Regions from separate parts of the Rattus norvegicus genome. Here region 1 is linked to region 2. A link is a contact called in public Hi-C data. All regions are on one chromosome and are shown on one strand. The core of a region is the stretch at or near the end of the contact, and the rest is flanking DNA. Distances in the headings are between cores, read along the strand shown. Region 1 holds the start of C2h4orf3 (similar to human chromosome 4 open reading frame 3). Region 2 holds the start of Pde5a (phosphodiesterase 5A).

Region 1 (6,346 bases), core at 3,522-6,021, 200 kb after region 2:
AACAACCCCAACAACAACAAAGAACCCAAACCAACTTGTGGTGAGTGCATTTTCACTGAGAACATACGTAGGTTCAGAGACTCAAATCATGAGTGATTCCATTTTCTAGACATAACTTCTGTAAGTATATTGACATTTCTTATATTTATGAGAAGTGCAGTTCTAGTTAATAGTTTAATTATCATCTTGGCATTCATTTTCTTACTCCAGGTCAGGTCAATGTTTTGTGGTTTTACAAGACTACCTACCGTGCAACTTCATGGAATAGTATGTGTCTCTTCATAGTGACTGTCTCTCCAATGTCCTTCATAAACAATCCATTGATACTTTAGCTGATTAGCATCAAGAGAATTCAGGCTGTGAGTTTCAGCACCTTTCTTATCAGTGCCCATTAGGTTAGCTTTTCCATACTGTAACTGTTTCTAAACTGTAAAACTTACCAAGGCACCTTCTTTATTTTGAAATATAATCATGTGTGGAACTCTAAATGCGGGCAAACTGTGTTCTTGTGGTAGCAGTCTATATGGTGTACATGTGGAAGGAGAAAGAGGGAAGAGATTACATTTCTTGCTCACAGATAGAGGATTCTGCCTAGGAGTCCAAATACACAAGCCATTATGAAGAATCTCAGAGCTCTGTTTTTGATGTGCTCAATCGGCGCTCTCAGTTAACCGTGTGACTATTGCCTCTGTGGCTTTCTAGACAATGACAAAACTGTAGGTAGTCAGAAAGTATTAGTAAAGCTAAAGAAGGAAAGTAATTAAGGGTTAAGGATGTAAATCAGTGGGAAACGCTTGCTGAGAAGCCTGAATGCTAGGTTTGATTCTCTGAATTATTCAAAAGGGGCTGTGTAAAGGGAAGGACTGAATTAATATGTATTAACTACTAGTACTTAAGTAAACCTCAGAAAGTACCCCTGCCAAGATTGACAGATCAGTTGCATCAGATCCTGTGGTATTATTTATTACACTATAATGTTTAAAAGAGATTTGTAAAAAGTATGTTTGACTAGGACTGCTTTAGGCAATCCTAACAGGATATAACAAAATAAAATCGAATAAATATTGAATGCCTTCTATTTTCAAGGTGTTGTCTGAGGAACTGTAGATGGTGCCAAGATGGTAAAATGGCAACTCCCTGCTAAAGGGCAGCCTGCACTCTGCAGGGAAGACACAAAGTGGATACAAGCCAGGCAAGGATGTATTCCCTTTGCCAGGAAGGTTAGACAAGTTACTGGTAGAAGTCTTGTGCATGTTCTACGACATGAGATCCAGGTTTTGCGGCTTGTGAATATGGGATTGGGCAAGACGTGGAGTAGGGCTGGAGAGACAGTTTAGCCAGTAAACGTGTTTGCCTTGCAAGCAACCCAAGTTCAATCTCTAGGCTCCTCATACAAGTGGAAGAGCGTAATCGACTTCGCAAAGTTGTCTTTTACCTCCATACATGTGGTCTGGCCTGTACCCTGGCTACAATAGATAAACAAACAAACAAATGACTATTCTTTTGTAAAGACAGAGTAGTAGTTGTGGTAGTGGTGAGAAAGTTGGGGTTTTTTTCTTCCTAACCCACTCCAGAGGATTGGAGAAGACTCAAGGAACCACGAATCTTTAAGAGCCATCTACTGTTTCCCAGTTTCACAGCTCAAAAGGGAAGGGAAGCTTTCTCAGAAAGACGTGGATCTTTTTTTTTTGACTGTTGTAGGTGGCTGATTTTTCTGTGTGTTGGGTAAGGACTGTTCCCTCTGGCAAGCTCAGTGGATGCTCTTTCTCCCAGGGTTAACGCCCATAGTCATTTGGGTCTGAACCTATGTTACTACCTAAAGAGGACAGGGAATTCTAGGCCAGCCTAACAACATAGCAAATTTGTAAAAATAAAAATAAAAATAAAGTGGCACAAATCAAGCCAATATGCTAGACAAAACATTAAAAAATCTTTCAGTTTGGACACAGAGAAATCTCTTCTTGTTTTTTTTCAATCGAGCTTTTAACCAGTTGGCATAGCATTCCCTCCTCGACATGCTCTCCATTCACTTCCATTATGTGGAGTAGCCAAGAACCAACACAGCTAAGTCTGAAGGGGTGAAGGATCCTTCAACTGAATTTGACATAAACGACCCTGTCTAATTGCAGCAATTACTGTCCCCAGAGGAACAATACTTGCACGTGGACGTCCCTCACCTCGTGCCCAGGAGAGCCCTTCCTTCCTGGATAGATCAAGAAAACCAACACCCACACAGGCATCAAACTCAGTTCAGTACCAGGGGTACTTGGAAACACTTCAAAATTTTTTCACCTTATGTCAGGCTACTTCTATTTTAATAAATTCAAGTTTTATCAGTCCTATGTCAATAATTAGAAAGTGGTCTTACCTTGCCGGTGGATGCATGATCTACCTCTGGAAGAATCAGCAGTTCATTTAATTTTTTTAAAGGATTGTAAACACTAAATATTAATTAAAAGCAGGTCACTTCTAGCCCATGAATGTGAGATAATCTGTCTCCGGTACATTGTTGAAGCCTTCTCTCCCAGCAGAGCTGTAGACATTTTGTTCCACGCCTGCCAGTTAGTGAGGCAGAAAAATATCTTGGCTCACAGCAGGGTCATGCTGCCCACACACCATGTTACTTTCTGTATTTTCTTAGATGTGTTAAGCTTAAGAAATCCCACAACCATAAGGTCCACTTAAGACCAATCAGAATGTAAGTCAGTCAGTTAGAACTGCTCTGTCTAGCTAGGCAGACTAGCTTGACTCAGAGCCAACCTCCCTGCCAGGCTGTGTGTGTGGTCACTGTGGTTTTCCTTTATAAGCTGGCCCTTATAGGTTCAAGGTCCAGTCTTAGTTCCAGAGCCTGGGCTTCGACCCTGATCAATCGGTCTTGGGGTGTGCATTCAATAAACTATTCTTGCTTAACTGAGACAGGAGTCTGAGTTATTTGTGTGGAGATCCCTGAAGCTCAACACACAGTGTGACTAATTCCCAGGTAATGACTCTCATTCTCACAATCTACAAGGCAAAGGATACAGAATTTTCCTTTGGAGATGCACGCTGTCTTTGTCTGTATGTCCTACTAGCGACGTGAAGCCCAGTTAGTGGCACACTGATAGTATTAAGATATTGAATTTGAAGTTCACTTTATGGTTATTTTAGTAACCTTAATTTGTCAGTTTTGCCCAGTTTTCTAAATCCAGAACCAACCTTTGTGTTGTCTATGCAAAAACTATAGCTCTCATCATAAAGGAAAAAAGAGACAGTTTATCCTGGAATCACCCTGAATGGCCACAGAACACAGATATATAGGTTACCTTCAATTCAGATTCCCAGGTGGAAACAGTTTCATAAAGTTTTTAAAAATCATTTTACAGAACAAAAAAAAAGCATAAATCAAGGCAAGTCCAAAATATATTGGTGGGTACATTAGACAGGCAGGTTCGGGAAGGGAGAAAGAAGCTTATCTACAGGCCCAAGACACTATCTGGGCTATTTGGTTGGTAAAAGTTAGTGGGCTAAGTTAATAGACTCCAAGGGGTTTTTAATCTATTATGGGATGTTTTGACACAGAGTTGAGAGTCTTATTAAAAATACTCCCACAAAATACCTATGTAAATTTCACACTTTAACCGATCTGATCCTTCTGAAAATTCACGATTGTAATTGTGACATTGATGAGAGAGGTTAACTCCATGACAGGCTTCAAATTGTCAGTTCAGATTAGGCCTAAAATCTGCAGGCTTCAAGCAGCTAGCCAGAAAGTGCCCTGCCATCAGAAACTGACCTGATACCTGGCCTGAAGCAAGGAAAATGGGTCAACAACAGTTTCAGCCCTCACACCCTGACACAGTAGTTTCAGAAGAGAGCAAGGTAAGGCCAACTATCTCCGGAATCCTCAGCAATTGTTTGCAGCCAACACGCCAAGGTAATGGTTCTGGAATGCCTAGCGATAGAGTAAGGCAAAGCCCATCTAACCTAGAATTCCCCTAACGTGCTGTAAATCAGGACTGCGAGCATATTTGATTGTCTCTCTATCTTGGTAATAGGAGACCCAAGCATGCAATATAAAACACTCTTTGCGCTTACATACTATTTGAGTCCGGGGTATCATGCTTCAGCAAATCATAGACCCTTACAACGCGCAACTCATCAAAACCGTTTCAAAACTTAAGAGCAAACCGCCCAAGTCTGTACAAAATCACCCAAACTTCCCAAACATGCAACTAAAAGGCTTACTACAGGTGTTAGAGATGATCCTAAGGGGACTGCCAACCTTTTTACATTGCCACACAATGTTATCATCTCCAAAGTTAATATCGGAGAATCTCAGGATCCAGTTTTGTTTTGTTTTTTTAAATCCCCACACATGCTCGTGTTTACAAAAGACTACTTTTGTGGGTGGTCAAGACTGGAATCCTTTGAGGCTGTTCCTAAAGTTCTGGCATCAACCCAGAGAAAAGGGGTTGAGACAGTTTTCGTCCCAGAAACCGGTAGAACCAGTTGTGCGCTGTGCAAGGCGATGTGCGCTACGTGAGGCAGCGAACCTGTACCACAGAAGCAACCGACGAACACGCCACCCACCACGCCACCAGGAAGCATGCGGCGGGTACAGAGCGCATGCGTGCGATCGGGAAGGCGGGGAAGGCGCCTGCGCCAAGTTCAGCAGCCGGACCAGCGGAGTCTGCGCGTTCCCGGCGATGCGGAACACAGCGTGCGGGGAGTTCCTAGAAAGGGAGGACGCCTGCGCGCGGTCCAGGGGGCGGAGCGGCGGAGCGGGGCGGGACGGGGCGTGGCGCCTAAGTGATTGGCGGGGCTGTCCGGAATCGATTGCTAAGACGAGGGCGCGCAGCGGCCTTCAGGTTTAGTCTCAGGTGCGCGGAAAGTGAAGCGACGTGAAGATGGAGGTGGGCCAGGCGGCGTCTGGTACCGATGGTGTCCGGGAGCGGAGGGGCTCGTCCGCAGCTAGAAGGAGGAGCCAAGATGAGCCCGTTCAGTCGGGGATGAACGGGATTCCGAAACACTCCTACTGGCTGGATCTCTGGCTCTTCATCCTTTTCGACCTGGCGTTGTTCATCTTCGTGTACCTCTTGCCCTGGTGAGTGTCTTGAGTACAGAGTGGAAGTGCTCAGGAGGCTGGCGACTGCTCCAGTCTTCTCCGGGAGGGAGGGGCCGCAGCTAGAGATGGCGGAGTTGGGAGAAAGAGCGAAAGTGGATTTCCTTGGCACCTCAGGTGCGCTGTCCTGAGTTTCACCACCACAACGGAACTGCTTAAGTTTTAGAAACCTATACTCACAATTAGATCTATCGTAAATAATAAAAATTACTAAAAACTAATAAAGATAAAAAGTAAATATCGTAAATAATAAAAAAATTAGGTTAAGTGTGATTAATCTAAAGTGATTTGAGTGTTGTGCGTGTACTTAAAATGTTATTCCAAAGCAAGCCCTGTAAATTTGTATGCAAATTTATGCAAATACACTCATCTTCCAAAGTATCCCCATTCCTACTTCTGTCAAAGAATGGAGTATCTTGGGTTCGCTTTGGCTCTCATTTTTCGGTTTTGTGGCAAACTAGAAGGCAGAGAATGAGGGGTGGGGGAGTTGGTAATCTGATGATGAAAAGATAAGAATTTTTGATAAAAACTTGTTAAGCCATTTTGGTAAGCCATAGTGTAAATTATGTAGGGATAGGCAAAGGCTAGCAATATCGATGTCCAGTGTCTCATTAAATGTCAAAAATAAGCAGATAAAGGAAACAAATGTTTGGTCTTTACAGATTGGTTTGCTGAGAGTCTAGAACACGGCTGGCTTCTGGAGTGAATCCTGAAAACTACTAGACTTCTTGAATGAAGAGGACTTCCAGGAGCTGAATTCCAGACCTCCAGGCTTTCCTTCAGCCCTTGACCTCCCTAAAGTAGTACTATATGTTTAAAACCATGATTGTAGCTAAATGATATATAATATATATTTTTAATAATGCCTGTAATTTAAGTACTTTAAGGAAATTTATGTAGCATTTACTCATCCATCGGGTATCCGGCCCCTTTCTATTACCCAGGCATCAGTTGGGACACAGCAGTGAACATCAGCAAAAAAAAAAGTTATCTTTGTGAAGCTTACTTTCTCAGATATTGTTTTAAAACTATGCCATTATAAAATAGTTATCATCTAGGGTTGAGTAGGTAGCATTTATGCAGAAAGGCTACAGTCCCAAAGCAGCTACCATAAATATTTTGGAAGCTATTCCTTTTCACCTTAAGATCTGGGTAATTAGAGTTTTTTATACTGCTGGTTTCAGTACATGAGAACTGCCTAAAATATTCAGAGGTGGTGTTCTTCTCCCTTATAATTCACAATAT
Region 2 (5,833 bases), core at 2,965-5,464:
GTCTTTGCTCCAGTGTATATTTTTGGCAAATTTTTGTCAAATTTCAGGTGACTATAGTTATGTGAGCTCATACTTGGCTCTTTAAGTCCATGTGTGTTGAACCATCCTCGTGTCTCTTCTGAGATAAGACTGACTTGGTGGTGGATGATCTCCTTGATAAGCGTCTGTATTCTGTAAGGTTTGGCTATTGCTGTTTTGTCTTTATTTGGTTTTGGTATTTGAGTAATATTCCCTTGTAGAAAAAGTTGGGGTATGCTCTTGGTTTTTTTCCTTCTCTTTCTTCCTTTCTTTCTCTCATTCTTTCTATCAGTTCTTTTGAATAACTAAAGAAGTATTGATTTTAGATCTTTGAGGATCTGGTAGAATTCTGATGCTTTCTTTCTTAGTCCATTGAGCTACCTATGTATTTTGTTTACAGAGTTGAGGCCATTAGTAGCTATTATTGAAAGACATGTGGCTGGATGTAGAGGTGTGTCCCTTTAATTCCAGCAGAGGCACATTGAACTCTATAAGTTAGAGGCCAACTGGGTCTACATAACCAGTCCAGGTCAGCCAAAGTTGTATAGTGAGATCTTGTCTCAGACAACAACAAAACAATAAAACCAAACCAAACCAAAACAACAACACCCCTCTCCCAAACAAAATAAAAACACCCCAGGGAAAGATATATGTAGATTGTAGTGATTGTGTATGCATGAGTGTGTGTGTGTGTGTGTGTGTGTGTGTGTGTGTGTGTGTGTGTGCTATTTAATTATAGCTTCATTTGTTCTCTTTGTATAGTTGCTTGGCTATGCTAATTTTTCTCTTCAGTCTGAAGCATTGCTTCTAGAAGTCTCTGTAGTGTTCTTTTTGTGGACATGAATTTTTAAAAAGCTGTTTGTATCAAAGAAAGCTTTTTTCCTCTTTCTGTAATAGCAAATAGTTTTGCTGGGTATAGTAGTCTATGTTGGCAGTCAAGGATTCTTAGAATTTGGAGTTCACCGATCCAAAGTCTTCTGGATCTTAAAGTTCCCATTGAAAATTAAGCTGCTTTTCTGAAGACTTTCTCTTTATATGTGACGTGTTTTTTTCTTTCCTCTCTTGTAGTTTTCAATAATCTTTCTTGGTTCTGCATATTTACTTTTTTACTTAGAATGTGATGTGGGGGTTTCTTTTATAGTCTTGTCAATTTAATGTTCTGTGTGCTTCTTGTATCTGTATGGGTGTTTCTATATGGGAACATTTTCTTCTGTGATCTTTCTAATCTATACATGAGAACTCAAGGGATTGCTCTTTCCGTGGTGTTACACACGTTCTGCATACTCATTTTCTGTGCTTTAAAGTTTTTTCCACATTCTTTGATTGCTTTTTACCTTCCATCTATTCTGTTTTTAAGGCTGTCTCTTGAGTTTAGGTGGGTTATTGAGCTTTTCCATTCTGTTTCTATTTTAGCAGGAGCTCTCTTCAATATTGCTATCTCCTTGTTTAATTCTGATTTCAAACCCTAAATTGTCTTTGTCATTTCCTTCAGGCATATATTCATATTTTCTTGAATGTCACTCAGGCATTTATTGTTATCTTAAAGTTCAATGTGGTGTCTGTGTCTTCTTTAATTTTCTTGAATTCTTCCAAAAAGTTTGATTGTTCTTTAAAATTTTGTGCTCTGAGGTTCACCTAAGTAATTCTTAGTAGAAAACATTTCTATAGGACTACTGGGTTTGATGTGACACACACCATTTTGGCTGTTCATATTGTTACCTGTGAGTGTCAACCTGTCTTTGGTTGTGTGTTTGATGTAAGAATTTGCCCTGTCTTAGTCTGTAATGCAGTAGCTGGGTGACTCCAGTAGGCACGTGGAGTTCTTTGACTGAACTAGAAGAGGCAAAGGTGGTATTCAAACCTTGTTCTGCACAAGTGTTGTGGGTGTGGATATGGCAAAGCTGATGGGACAGAGGAGGAGAGATTTATCAGGCAAAGCTGGCTGCCAACCATGGGGCTTCAGGTAGCCTATGGGAATGAAGAGAGCAGAGAAAAGAGAGAAGAACAGGAGAGGGAAGAAATGACTTAACTGGCCAAGGCAGCTTGGGACCTGAACCTCAACCCATGGAATAGAAGGAAGGACTCTAAGCCATCTCTCCAGGTCCGAAATTAAGTTTCAATATGAACTTTTCAGGGGGCGGGCACAAACAGTTAAGGCCCAATTTCTAGCCATTATCCTAGAGTTTAGTTTTAAATTGAGTTCCTGGTAGATGTGGGGTGGGGTTCAAGCCCCCCTATTCTCTATTTGTATTTAATGTTAATGTTATAGTTAACACCAGGAGAGAACTGTCATTTTAAAATCTAATATAGCTTATCATGTGTTGCATTGGTCATGGAATTTTATTACAGCAATAGCAACATAAAACAGTAAATCCTGTTTCTGAGGCATTGATGCCTGTCAAATATGAGTTAATTTTAAATCAAGCTAACTGGGTGTTCCCGGTGTACATGGGTAGCTAGTATTTGTGTTCTTAAGTCAGCATAATCGTGTAGAGGTATTCTTATCTTCAAAATTCACAGGCAAGGACAGGTGGTTGGCATTTTTATGTCCTATGCCTCCCGGGTCTTTGGTGTATGAATCAAAGCACTTTACGACTGACGTTAGCCTTAAGCTCCTGTATGGTTTTGATGGAAGTCACTCAGTCCAGCACCTGCAGGTTTGTCCTAGAGGTTTCTGCCTCACTTCTCTTCCTTGCTTGGAGTCACTGGGAGAGCTGCTGTGAGGAAGATAGGCTGTGGGTCCTCTCCACCAAGAGTTGCTTTTAAGAAGAAAAGTAAAGTGGGGCTGTCGCTATCCTACTAAGAACGGGGGAAAACACCCGGGTTAACTTTTTCTCTCGCTTTCTAGTGAAGCTCCCTGCCTCTCGCCTTCAGATGAGTCCTGGACGTGATCTTCCCTTCCCAGAGTTGGTTAGTTGGGAATTGCAAACCCACTGTCTCCTTTGCGCACAGAGGGAAGCTGACTCGGCCCACAGCGCACCCCAGCGGCAGTCTGGATTCCTCCTAGCCTTGGCCACTTGGCTTCCGGAGAGCTCGTCAGAAAGCGCAGAGGCAGATGCAGAAAGTCAGTTTCCCCGGGACCCCAAGGAGGACGCCGGCCACCTGGAAACGTCGGGGACCTGGAGGGGCGGGGCTGAGCGAGCTCCGGGGCTGGCCCGCCTCTCTGAGGCTTCGCTGAAAGACTGCAGGGCAAAGGGGGAGGGTCTCGAACACTGTCCTGCTCCTCTGAGAGAGGGACCCTGCCGGGTGGAAATCCGGCATCAGCGAGCCGCAGAAACCCGCGGCAAACACCATGGAACGAGCGGGCCCCAGCTCCGTGCAGTCGCAGCAGCAGCGGGACCAGGACTGGGTGGAAGCGTGGCTGGATGATCACCGGGACTTTACCTTCTCTTACTTTGTTAGAAAGGCCACCAGGTAAGAAGAGGAGCCACAAAGGACACGGCTAGGGACATGAAGCGTGAGCTGGGGCTGATCTCTTTTCCCCATTGAATTTTCCCCTTGAGCCACATTAAACAATCCCCGTTCCCAGGCCTTTTGCTTCGGAAGTAGATTCTCGGTCTCAGAACGGACTGGAGTCCTCGACTTAAAGCGAGCACAGTTGAGAAGCGAGGCGTCGGATTAGAAACGACTTGCCCACGAAGTTAAAAACAAAAGCGTACACCCAGCCCGGGAACAAGATTAATTTCACGCGCGCTCACGGGCCTTCCCTCCTCCCCTCTGCTCTCCCGGTTTCTCTCCCAAACCGGCTTAGCAAAAACCAAAACAAGCCAGAGCCCCTTCCCAGCCGCTCCGGAAGCGCGTCCCAGTGGCCGCGCTCCTCCCCTGCCCGGCTTGCTCTGACCCTGGAGGGGCGGGGAAGCCGGGGGTCTGGACCAGGCCACCGGGAAGCCTGGGTGTAGCAGCTTGCCCCGGTCGCCCCCAGTGAGGACTGTCGCCTTTGGCCCCCCGATAGTCCCCTGATCATCCCTCTTCTAGCTGCGCCGCCGCAGGGGGGGTTCTTCGCTGAGCTTTGCGGCGCGCACACAAAGGGCGGGAGGGAGGCGGCCGGGGCGGACTCCGGGACCCGGGGACCCGGAGCACCCCAGAGGCCAGTTCTTCCTGGTCGCGAGCCAAACGCCAGGAGGCCGACGCGGAGGGCGTGGAGGAGGGAGCCTGTCCTTTAGGATCCGACTGCTGCACGGGCAGTCGGGACGCGCGCAGACTTGAGAGTGGAGCGGAGGGACGAGAGGGTGGAGCGGAGTGCGTGGCGGGCGGGTCCCCCGAAGCTCGAGGAGTCGCCGCGAAGCCCGCGCGCGCGCTTGCCTCCGGCGCGCCGATCTGGGCTGAACTAACAAGCTCTGCTTTGGAGAAGGGGCTGGAGCCCCGCCACCGGCGCCTTGGGGCAACGGCCGTCGAGCAGCTGGTGCTGGCCGCCCGAGCCGGGAGGTCGACTCTCGCCGGGCGGGGATGGTGGACGAGCCGGCGGGGACTCGCCCGCGCGCGGCCGCCACAGGGCCCGGCGCTGCCCGCCAGGGGGCGACGCCACGCGGGGTCCGCAGCCGGCGACCCGCAGCGAAGAGGCGGCGGGGGCCATAAGGGAGCCGGTCGGGCACCCACGGAACTCCGCGGGCCCCCAGAGTCTCCCCAGTCCACCATCCGAGGAGTTCGGAAACGAGCGCCCCACCTCTGCTATGTTGCCCTTTGGAGACAAAACGAGGTACTTCCTTCAACATCCCGCTGGCCACTTTGCCTGGGGAGGGGGTGCGGGATAAGCCAGAGCTGGCAGGGACACCCCGCACACCTGCGGGAGATTAAGCCGCACGAAAGATGGGCAGTATGACCATGCCTTTCCTTGCTTTTTTCACCGAGATACTACACGGGGGTCAGTTTTCTCTCTTTTCTCACCGAACCTCTTCTGGACAGTTTTGGCGTTTTGCTTGTGAGTCTAGCCTTCAAGGGCTGAGCGCTCTCTCCAGCCGGGATAGGCTCTAAGTACCCAGCCCTCCTTTCACCCTCCACCCCCCTGCCCCCATTATGCCCTTCCTCATCAAGTTCTGAGCTTAGAGGGGTCGGATGATAACACAGAAGGTAGAGTTTCTTTTTAAAACATTGCAGGGAGTTTGAGCAGAAGCACCAAGACAAACCATCTCGACCTAGAATTATCGATTGCTGGGAACCACCAGTTTCCAGGGGTCACTAGCTACTTCGTGACCATCTGTCTCCGGTGTCCTTTCACTGTACACTCCCACCCTGTGCTCCCTTTGAATTAGAGCACAGAAAATGGGGAGGGGCCAGAGAGCTGGGCTGAGTTTTAAGTCTGCTTTGGAGGTGTCCTTTAGATAGGCTGTTAACAGTTGAAAGCTAAAAATACAGCAAAAGTGCCCCATTCTTCGATTTCCCTCTCCAACTTTGAAGACAAACTATGGATAATTTAGTGGGGGTTTTTGAGTGGTCTTAGGCTAGCGCACTGTTAAAAACCTTCCAAAAACCTTGAAAGAGTTGCCACATTGTGGTTGAAAGTAAAAAGAGTCATTTGATACATTTACTTTACCTTTTTCTCTCAGGTAGAAATTAAAATTACAACTAAAATATTACTAATATCTCAATTACAATGCTAACTGTAAAATTAGATATTCTGCGACTCCCAAAGACTTTTTCAAGTTAGGACATTATTTTGGTGTGTGTACTCTGTGTGTGTGTGTGTGTGTGTGTGTGTGTGTGTGTGCATGTGCGAGTGCGAGTGCGTGTGCATGCATTCTTAAGAGTATAACCTGGAAAATGAACCCGTGAAATACTTTAAAATAATTCAGACCTTCACTTTTAGGAGAAAGTTCAG

Evidence for each region. Hi-C and Micro-C count contacts between places; a contact is called where the count stands out from the background.
Region 1: a contact with region 2 is called in a Hi-C map of liver, with 3 times the contacts expected there. The contact joins the promoter of C2h4orf3 here to the promoter of Pde5a in region 2. A contact is called at or near these places in 10 of 12 Hi-C or Micro-C datasets (the A7r5 cell line, the Rat2 cell line, Schwann cells and 6 more) and 1 of 1 datasets of contacts at active chromatin or transcription factors (oligodendrocytes).

Annotation. Positions count from the first base shown.
Region 1 is chr2:213,735,748-213,742,093 of GRCr8, forward strand. It overlaps C2h4orf3 (similar to human chromosome 4 open reading frame 3), which reads left to right and starts at 4,772. Exons shown (of 2, transcript NM_001271116.1): 1 at 4,772-5,083; 2 at 5,764-6,346. The coding sequence starts at 4,887. The coding sequence ends at 5,764. LOC102550474 (a long non-coding RNA gene) reads right to left here and starts at 4,646. Exons shown (of 5, transcript XR_010064423.1): 1 at 1-4,646.
Region 2 is chr2:213,539,812-213,545,644 of GRCr8, forward strand. It overlaps Pde5a (phosphodiesterase 5A), which reads left to right and starts at 4,215. Exons shown (of 21, transcript NM_133584.1): 1 at 4,215-4,714. The coding sequence starts at 4,689.